2 separate regions of the Mus musculus genome follow, and region 1 is linked to region 2. The links are chromatin contacts, called in public HiCAR-type maps. All regions are on one chromosome and are shown on one strand. The core of a region is the stretch at or near the end of the contact, and the rest is flanking DNA. Distances in the headings are between cores, read along the strand shown.

Region 1 (4,896 bases), core at 679-3,178, 140 kb before region 2:
GGAATATTTCTCCCTAAATTTTTCACTGTTTTTTGATGTACTAGCTTTGTATATATATAGTACTATTTAAATATTCTAGTTGTAAATTTTAGTTTCCAAAAAATTCCTGAACAAATTGCCATTTTTTTCTATTTAAAATAAAAGTCTAAACCACACTCATACAGAATTATAGACTAGGTCAGAGTTCTCCCTTCTTAAATAAATGTCCGTAAAACAGATGTAGTCCTGGCTACTCATGATGTCTCAGGCACTCAAACTCTGTAGATTGCTGAACATTTGGCAAAGATAATTATATACCTTGGCTCAGGGTGTGGAAACAGCAAAGGTTTTTACTTTTCATTATGTAAATTAGCAGTGGAAATAGCTATATTGCTCTATGATGTTATCTTACTAAATATAGATAATGTGCATTCATTTCTGTGAAAGGAAATAGTTTGCCACAACTAATGGTTAGATATTTGTTATAACAAATTATTCATCATTGGAATATCCCATATCTTTCAGTAGTTTTTTTTTTTTTTCTGTAAACTTCTTTAGGGTTATAAATTGATCAACTTCTATGGCTTTATTTTATAAGCCATTTTTCTGATTTTTATGAACCCCCTCCTCCTCCACCTCCTTCTTCTCTCCTCCTCTTCCTCCCCATCCTTCTCCTCCTCCTCCTCTTCCTCCCCATCCTTCTCCTCCTCCTCCTCTTTTTCTTTTTTTTTAAGTGTTTGTATCTTTGGTTGGGTGCCTGTGGAGGTCAGAGGCTTCATATCCTCTAGAGCAAGAGTTATAAGAGGCTGTAAAGTGTGTGATCTGGGTGATGAGAATTTGACTCTCACCCCCGGCAAAATCACAATAATAGTACAGGGCTCTTAAACACTGAGCCATCCCTCTAGCCCCTATTTTATTCTTGAATAAAGAAAAAAGATAAAGATTTTATGGTACTATTTATGCTGTTTTTGTGCTCATGTGTTTTTTGAACTTGTTTCTTGACACTTCTGATATGTGGATAATAAAAACCAAATGAGATTTAAAGCTTATTTGGCTAATTTTGGTGATAAAATAGACATCTCACATAGTACAGGAAAGATATTCAGAGGTGGGTGGAATGGCATTTTAAGGAAAGCCCTCACTTGATAGCTCTTCCTGTGTCGTAGCCCAGGCTGGCCTTTTGCTCTTGGCATTACTTCTGCCTGAGTCGCTAACATTCTGGTATTAGAGGAATAAGCCACAATGCTCGGCTAAGTAAAAATCTGAAGAAGCTACAAGCTACCATATAAGTTATACGACACACCCAGTTCTACAAATATGTGAATTTTGTATTCAAATAAGCAGATAGTTCATTAAAGCCACGAGACTGCACTGTATTTTCCTTACAACATTCATTAAAGAACAGGCGTTGTATCACTTAGTGAACTTCTGCTAATAGCTTACAGGTAAGTTTATTCTACGGAGGCTTTCTTCTCAAGCTTCTTGATGTAACCTGATGCTCTTTAGTGGCTCTAGGAGACAATGGAAGGGAAAAGGGAGAGGTGAGTCTCAAGGCATTCGGTACAAACAGCACTGCCTGCCTGTAGTTCTGTGAGCTCTGTATCCTATTTTTAGGCCCTACTTTACAGTTATGTTTTTACTTTCATTCAATTGCTAATCAACAGTTTCCTCTGTGAAGATGTTTTTGCCATTCTTGGAACCAAGTAGAATTTTCCCTTTAATAATAGTACTGTTTGTAGAGGTCCCAGGCATATGACCTTTAAAAAAGAGAAAAGAAGCAAATCATGTTCCTAAGTTAGTGTGTGGTTAGAGGAAGTTGGCCCATTCACATCAAGCCTAATTTGATGTGAGTTAGTACAACCTTTGACAAAAGTTTGTGGTTCACAGCTCTGTCTGGAGGGAGACAATACATCATATTGTGTAAGTCACCCAACAGAGGAACAGTATTGTCAGTAACAGCTCTTGAGTCGTCATTCCTGAATCTGGTGATATAAAGACCGCTTCCTTTTCAGTACCTTTAGATTTGTTTGCTGAAGGTGGAGCCCATCATGGAGAACAACGCTAAGTTTAGTAAGGCTTCTGTGATGTTTCTATTTCAGAAGACTTGTATTTATCTGAGTTACAGGACCGTTTATATAAACGAGAAAGTAAGAGTTTCCATATACTGGGAGAGCTTTTGAAAGGGTGCCCTTTATGCTTGCCACTTCATCCCCACCCAGTGTTACAAACAAACATTCATGTCTGCAGTAGGCCATTTGTGGGTGTGTGTAACTGTGCTTCAAGACATTCAATCTCAGGCCTTTTCCAGTCCCAATGAGGATGGTTCAAAAATGAGTGCTCACTCCATTGTCATTTAGCAAGTTCAGCTTTTAAGGCTTATGAATGTATTTTTTAATAATAGTAAATATAGCAGAGGGTGGGCACTTCGTATAAAATGACAATACTGTGACCACTATCAAATTTAATTGTAGTTTTGTTTCTTGAGATTAGGATTTAGAAATGATACATTCTTGAATAGCCTACTTAATTACCCTGGTTTCACGTGTGCAGGTGTAAACACACATGCACACACACATACACACACACACACACAGAGGCCAGACTCAGGTCTCCTTGCACTATGTGGCTCCTGGGGACTGAGCTCAGGTTGGCTGGCTTGGCGGTGAGTGCCTTTTACCTGCTGAGCCGTCTCTCCAGCCTTTTTAATAGAACCATGTGTCCAGTGAAATGTTTACAACGTGACCTCACTGCTTACTTTGGCTACCAAAGTGTCAAATTTGATCTTCAAACTAATTAAGATTTAAATTCCTTTTAATGGATAACACAGAAAAATTATTAATGAATTTACCATACTTAATAATTTGTATTGGGGCAAAAGAGAAGGCTCAATGAGTAAAAAGCCCTTGGCAAATACATGTGAATCTCAGAACTTGGGTAGTCAGCACCCATGAAAGTATGTGATGGGTGTAATGACTCTCCTGCAATCCCAGTACTTGGGAATCTCAAAACTCGGATCCCCAGAAGTTGGCTAGTGAGATATTGAATGAGCTCTGGGTTAATTCAAGAGCCCTGCCTCAATATATAAATTGGAGAACACTCAAGGAAGACTGTAGATGTCAACCTCCAATCTCCACACCCACATACATATACATGCACACAACACATACTGCTATTAATAGCAGAATGGTTTGTCTTTGTAGCCAAGTATTTCAGGCTAAAAAAATATACTTTGCTGTTGTAGTTTCCATTTAAAAAAGAGAACAGAAACCTCGCCTGATAGCAGTCTTTCTTATATACAGTTTTATCACTTACTGTAATGTGGAATTGTGCTAAACTTCTTCCAACATATGATAGCTGGGGTACTCATTAGCTTACAAACTATTTTCCTTTAGAATTTTTTTAAGGTTGAAATTTTAATACTATTTAGCTGAGGAGGCAATTTTTTTTTTAATGTTTGGGGTATCATTTCTTTAAAAAAATGAGCAATCCTTTAAAAATAAAATAAAGTAATAGCAACAACAACAAAATTACTGATATAACAGTCTCCTTAGAGGTTTCTGGATACATTCATGTAGCTAAGCAAGAGTGTCTGGGCAATTAGTATTGTTATGTGTTTGACCCATTACTCATGGCTAGCAAGCTTATTCAATAAAAGTGATCAGATTGGTTTTATCATCTTTTTCTAACATTGTATAGGGTTTTGGGTAGGTTATGTATAAATATGAGAATACACATTTTGTACGCCTTTAGATTTATTTTCCAATTAATCAAGACCCAGTGTGTTCTCATTACTAACATCAGGGAGAAAGAGATGAAGTCTATCTCAGCATAGTTTCTTTCAGCTTCAGTGAACTTAATACATACACTTACTATACAGTGGCTAATAAATATATATAAGTAAAACAAGGCTACTGAGTCAGGAAAGTTCATTTCCTCTATCACTGACTTTTATATTCACTGTTCCAAAAGAGTTAACGGTTTGTAGGCTCTTCCCTTTCATCACAATTCCAGAAGAACTTGAACTAACAATCTGTGGATATCCTTTTAAGGGAATGTTTATAATTGTCAGGCTTTCTTAGTTCTTGAACCAAACTCAGCCTCAGCAAGAACACTTTCTTATGCAGAGGGAGAAAGCAGAATTAATCCTCAGGTACTCTTCCCTTTAACACATGATGTTGACAGCCCGTTTGCTACAGGTATTAAAGCTGACCTGTATAATTCTGAGTTTTAGACTAAGCAGTGAGATCTTGTGTTTTTGCATCAAAAGGAAAAAGAACTGAAACAAGATAATCTAGCTGTACTGAATTTGTAAAATCAATTATGTTTGAGCTGAGAATGATTTTTGTACTCAAGTCTAAATTGATCATATTTGCCTAGGGAACGTACAAAAAGTGACAAGCCATACTATGAAAACCTGACCCCAGAGAAACCATTGTTTTGTAATATATATTTTTCCATCATATTGAATCATTTTTCAGTTTTTAAATTGAATCCCCTTTGTGAATTCCTAGCCTCTGTGTCTGTCATAGAGTAGGTACTCAGGAAATGTTTATTAATGAGAGAATAAGTGAAGTCCTAGTACCTTTAGAGTAGCCCTTAAGTGTGCTAGCTATATAGATATAAAGATGAGAAATTTAAGTCCTGTTCCTTAAATATTTGTTAGGGAGAAAGAAGGAATAAAAGGTATATTCTGAGAATGTAGTTGACTAGGCCCAGAAGTTCATGGGTAGGCATATAGATAGAAACAGTACTAAAAGAATTGAAGGCACGGATAGTTGACATCTGTCAACAGAGAAAGCTTAATAGAATGGGTTAAACGTTGATAAGCATGGATACAAGGAGCTCATTTCTTTTAGAGGGGACTTGAGAAAGTATCAAAGCAAGAGCGCATGGGAGCTGGCAGCGGAAGGAACAGGA
Region 2 (4,578 bases), core at 1,360-3,859:
TTTCTCTCTCTTTTTCTTTCCCCCTTCTCTCCTCTTGGCCATGGCCGGTCTCACTCTCCACCGTCTCTCTCCCTGCCTTTCTAAAATAAAATTCTAAAACCATTAAAAAAAAAAAAAAAAAAACCCAACTCCGACACTGGATAATCTCTAGATACCAGATCCCTTCTCCCAGACAGAAACAACCAAATCCATCTAATCCTCCCACCAAGGCCCTGCCACAGCCTAGGAAAAGACAGTCTGGAAAACCGCTTTCACACATGAAGAACTGTAACGCGAAATGCTTCGGGGATGCCCACTTCTACCTGGCCCTCTTCTAAGCACTGCGTTCAATCATTTGATTCTGATAAGCAACCTTGTGATGCATTCCCATCTAGCCTTACTCTACTTTCCAAAAGATTTGGGCCTTAGTGAAGTAAAGTGACTTTCCAGTGTCACACAGTAAACAGAGAAGCTAGAATATCAGACTGAGCCCAGAGCTTCTGCCCCTGATCACCAGTTTACTGAGACTCACTTCAGGAACCAAGGTGCCTTTCTGGTAGACAGTCTACTGACTTAGAGAGTTTATGATCCAGTAAGAAACACAGACTTCAGTTGAAAATAATTATATATGTAAAAAATGAAATAAATGCCGGAAGGACCACTCGATGGGCTTAGTCAGAACAACCTAGAACCACCTCATGACAGGGGGAGGTTTTGACCATAATTTGAAAGGAAAAGAAAACATGCCATCAAGGAGACAGGTCATGTTCCAGGTGGGAAGAAAGTTGTGCAGACAGACTATTAAGAAAAATGTTAGAGACAATGGTGTGTCTATGTAATGCCAAAACATCTGGTCAATTCCATTTTTTTTTTAAAAGCCAACCTCCATCAATGTAGTGACTTTCTTCAGTCAATCCAGATGTTTGGCGGCTTGTAGACAAAACATCCAGATGATTAACTGAAGATTTGACAGAGTTGACTGGATTAGCCAGATGTTGCAGCATTGTATAGACACTGTCAGGACGTTTACTTGGCTGGAGTGGGGTCCAGCTGTAAAAGGAGATGGATGGTCTGGGCAGTGCGGGAGCTTTGGAGCAGAAGACCTGGACCTGGACTGGATGCAACTGGGAGCTGCTGCACGAGGTGTGGGATGGAAACGACGATGCTTCGGGAAGAGATGCTGTGTGAAGAGAAGGAAGAGTAACAGTGAGAGGAAAAGCTGCAGACAGGAAAGAGGATCTTGATCTTAGGAGAGTGCAGGTGCATGTGAGGTAATTAAAGCCTGAAACAGAAGGCTGGGAAGGCAACAGGAAGAAGCGGATCTGAAAAACATTACAGAACAAGAACAGGAAGTCGTGATGGGCTAGACAGGGGAGTCAGATGCATATCACCCCAAGGCTGGAGACAGACAGCAAGGCCTGGGAAAGCAGCTGCTGGCAGTCCCACCACAGGAGGAAACCAAGAGGGATCCCCCAAAGCCTCCATTCCGAGCCTGCTGCCAGACCTACAGTTAGCAGGTACAGAGAAAGCAAATCCATGAGCTCTGGCTCCCAGAGCAATTCGGTACTAGATTCACACTATCGGGGAGGAATAGCCGGTGAAAAGGGTAAATTATAATGGCATCTGCTTTCATGTAGTATGCAGTGCGAGCTAAGAAATATAAAGCATAATTAGATGCAGTAAGATTATGAGAAACTGCACAGTGCCTATTTGGCTTAACAAATTAGAATTTGAAAAGCCTGTTTATAGGCAGACCTTAAAGGCTGAGTGAGGACAAGCGTTTACTTGTGTGATTTAAAGGTCTGATTTCTAAAAGTTTGAAGATCACAGGCCTTGACTTAGATACTTATTTACAGAATTTTTTTAAATGTTCTTATTTGATAAGAATCAGGCTTACCTTTAGACACAAACAAGGATTTCAGTTTATTAGAGTTAGCACCATGATGGTGCCACAGTTGAGATCTTAAATGTCCCCCAAAGGCCCGTCTCTTCATAGCTGGGTTCCTAGCCTACAGCACTAAAGGAAGGTGGTAGATGGTTAGGGCATCAGCCTTGTGGAAGGAAGTAATGTCATGGAAAGTATGCTCTTGAAGGAGATATTATCTCCTTTTTCCTTTCCACAGTCTTTGAGGTTAGCAGCCTCCGTGCTCCCACAATGGCCTGACTTGCTACCATGTTCCACAACAGTGTAACCAAGTAACCATGAACCAACACTTCTGAAATCCTGTGCCAAAATAAACCTTCCCTCTCTCCAATTGATTCACCTCAGGTATTTGTCATAGTGCGGGAAAACTAACACACAGGATGGGTGCCCTGGCTTACTAAAGAGCATCCTGAGTATTTATGGAATTTGTGGTTTTGCATATGTGCCATCTCCAGCATTTTCAGCTCCAAGCCTATCAGCCCACACAACCAGTTGGGTGCCCTTTAGACACACACTGAGAGTTTTCTCCCAACACGTGCTGCTTGTTAAATGAAGGGAAAAAAAAAAAAAAAAGAAAAGCAAAACAATTTTTTTCATAGTTTGAAATACCACTCGATGCTAGAGAGTTGCCTCCCGTGTGCAATGGCCCAGGTTCAAGCCCCAGAACCAAAAAAAAACCCAAAACAACAAAAAATAGTGAAAGGAAAAGCCTTTCAGAGAGACTAAGCTCTGTTCAAAATTTTTGTACTCTCTCTCCACACCCCCACACCACCCAACCCTGAAGTGGAAACTTAAGGGTTTTTGGGAGAGTCTGTTGTGTTAGATGGTGTTTTGCTGGGGCAAACAGGTGAAGGAGGGTTTTCCTAAAGTGGACACAGATCAAAGACTAAGGTAGACTCATGAAGGAACGTTTCACTGAAGCAGACATCAAGAGAATGTTCTGCTAAAACAAACACATGAAGAGACTCGTGATGAAGGATTCTTTGCTAACGGCTTGCATGTATTGATTGGTCCACCTTATATTGCATAGTTGAGCTCTCCTTGTCGGGACTCCAAGGACTTGGGCTGATTGGATGCATGTGCTGAGGCACGACACACAGAGGACACATGATGTTTGGAGGGCATAAATAGGATTGGACGGAGTGATGGAGACAGAGCGTGGCTTGCTGGTACAGCTAGCTGAGCAATGCTCGTGGGTCCCGAGTCTTCACTGATCTTCACTTCCCTGGGAGAGGCACACCTGAGAACGTCTCCTGGTGTTCCTGTTGGTCCCTCGGCCTGGCTGTCTGCTAGGTCATGTTACTGCTGTTGCTAACCTGACTCTACTGAACTGGATTGCTGGTGTATCCATGAGATGTTTGCAAGTGGATCAAGCTGCCGCTACCAACCTGTGAATTGAACTGCCAATTTTCAGACAACTCAGATGGGAGTTGCTCCAAAGAACCTTTCCAAACAGATCCACTCAGCCCTACCCCCATCCCTTGTCCTTTCTTTCATACTACCTCTGGTGGGTGGTGGGCTACAGGGGAGGTTAAATTGATTAAGAACCATCATTAAAAATAGGATTTGAAAAAAATTAAAGTTATACCAGCCCCTACAAACACCCTAGAAGAACACAGAATGTAAGAGTAGAAATGTGTTCGTGTATTGCAGTCACCCTGGGGAGATGAAGGGGTCAGGGATCCTATTGTCATTAATTTCCCACACTCGGGACAAGTTTGGGTAGGGGTCCAGGGCCTGTCGTTGTGTTGTTGTTGATTTTGTTGTTGCTGTTGTTGCTTATTAAGCTCCCCCAACTAATTGTGATGCTTTGGTTTTGTTTTTCACTTCCCTGAAGATCAGCCCTGGACAGGTGCTGCTGTCCAAAGGCAGAAACTAAAGAATGAGAAACACCTATCAGATCTGAGACTCTCAAACTGTAAACATTGATTTAATGTCTTTGCTCTCCTAGGAGTCACATCGCCCTAAAGACTCCTTTATGAAATGAGTTCCTAGGCAAACTCAGTCTATCCTTTGATGGTAAAATTTTTCACAGAAGCTGCACGAAGTCTGATTCAATCAGCCTGAGAACCTAAGATGATAGTAGGACCTTTGTCTGGTCTATGTTCCCAGGACTACTATACACCCCACCCCCAAACACTGCTAATGCAAGACAGGAAATGTAATTAATGATCTTGATAAGTCTCGCCCAGTACTCCAAGGCTGAACAAGTCACTTATTTGTCAAGTAGAACACCAGTTGGTTTCTCTAAAACAATGAGTGTGATTCAGGTGTTTCATATCTGCTTCCTGTGGCCCTTCTCTTATAGAAAGGAGATTTAGCAGATAGCAAGTTACTTTTTCAAAAAGCTAATCAACACCAAGATTAGAGTGTTTGTTCTCTTAGATACCCTTCTCTTGGCAGAACAAGCTATACCCACAAGAAGACATTCTGGGTTGTTTTTTGTTTTGTTTTGTTTTGTTTTTTCCTTGACAATATGGTTTTATTTGCCCTGGGATCAACTTATTTTCCTGGACTTCTTTTCCCCAAGGATATAGAAGTAGACACCGGGAGAATTTTATTTAAAAGCCAGTAGTGTGGCATAGTGGAAAGTCAAATGTACATTTGACTCACTTTGCTGCTCTTTAAATACACCAGACATCCCATACACAAGAATTACTTCTGGTCTGAGTAGT

What was found. HiCAR-type assays count read pairs that join an accessible place to other places.
Region 1: a contact with region 2 is called in a HiCAR-type map of Th17 cells, with 3 times the contacts expected there. The contact joins two enhancer-like sites. A contact is called at or near these places in 2 of 484 Hi-C or Micro-C datasets (B cells and CD8 T cells) and 6 of 115 datasets of contacts at active chromatin or transcription factors (CD8 T cells, DN3 thymocytes, T-cell acute lymphoblastic leukemia and 3 more).

Annotation. Positions count from the first base shown.
Region 1 is chr13:104,760,338-104,765,233 of GRCm38.p6, reverse strand. All of the region lies in intron 10 of Cwc27 (CWC27 spliceosome-associated protein), which reads left to right. Among named protein-coding and RNA genes, the nearest start is that of Cwc27, 54 kb to the left of the region's middle. Within about 2 kb of position 1,928, at least 15 of the 459 cell types and tissues checked have an H3K27ac peak or open chromatin away from gene starts, as enhancers often do. A contact at or near this core is called in Th17 cells, where this site is marked.
Region 2 is chr13:104,620,127-104,624,704 of GRCm38.p6, reverse strand. No RefSeq gene overlaps it. Among named protein-coding and RNA genes, the nearest start is that of Cwc27, 190 kb to the left of the region's middle. Within about 2 kb of position 2,609, at least 59 of the 459 cell types and tissues checked have an H3K27ac peak or open chromatin away from gene starts, as enhancers often do. A contact at or near this core is called in Th17 cells, where this site is marked.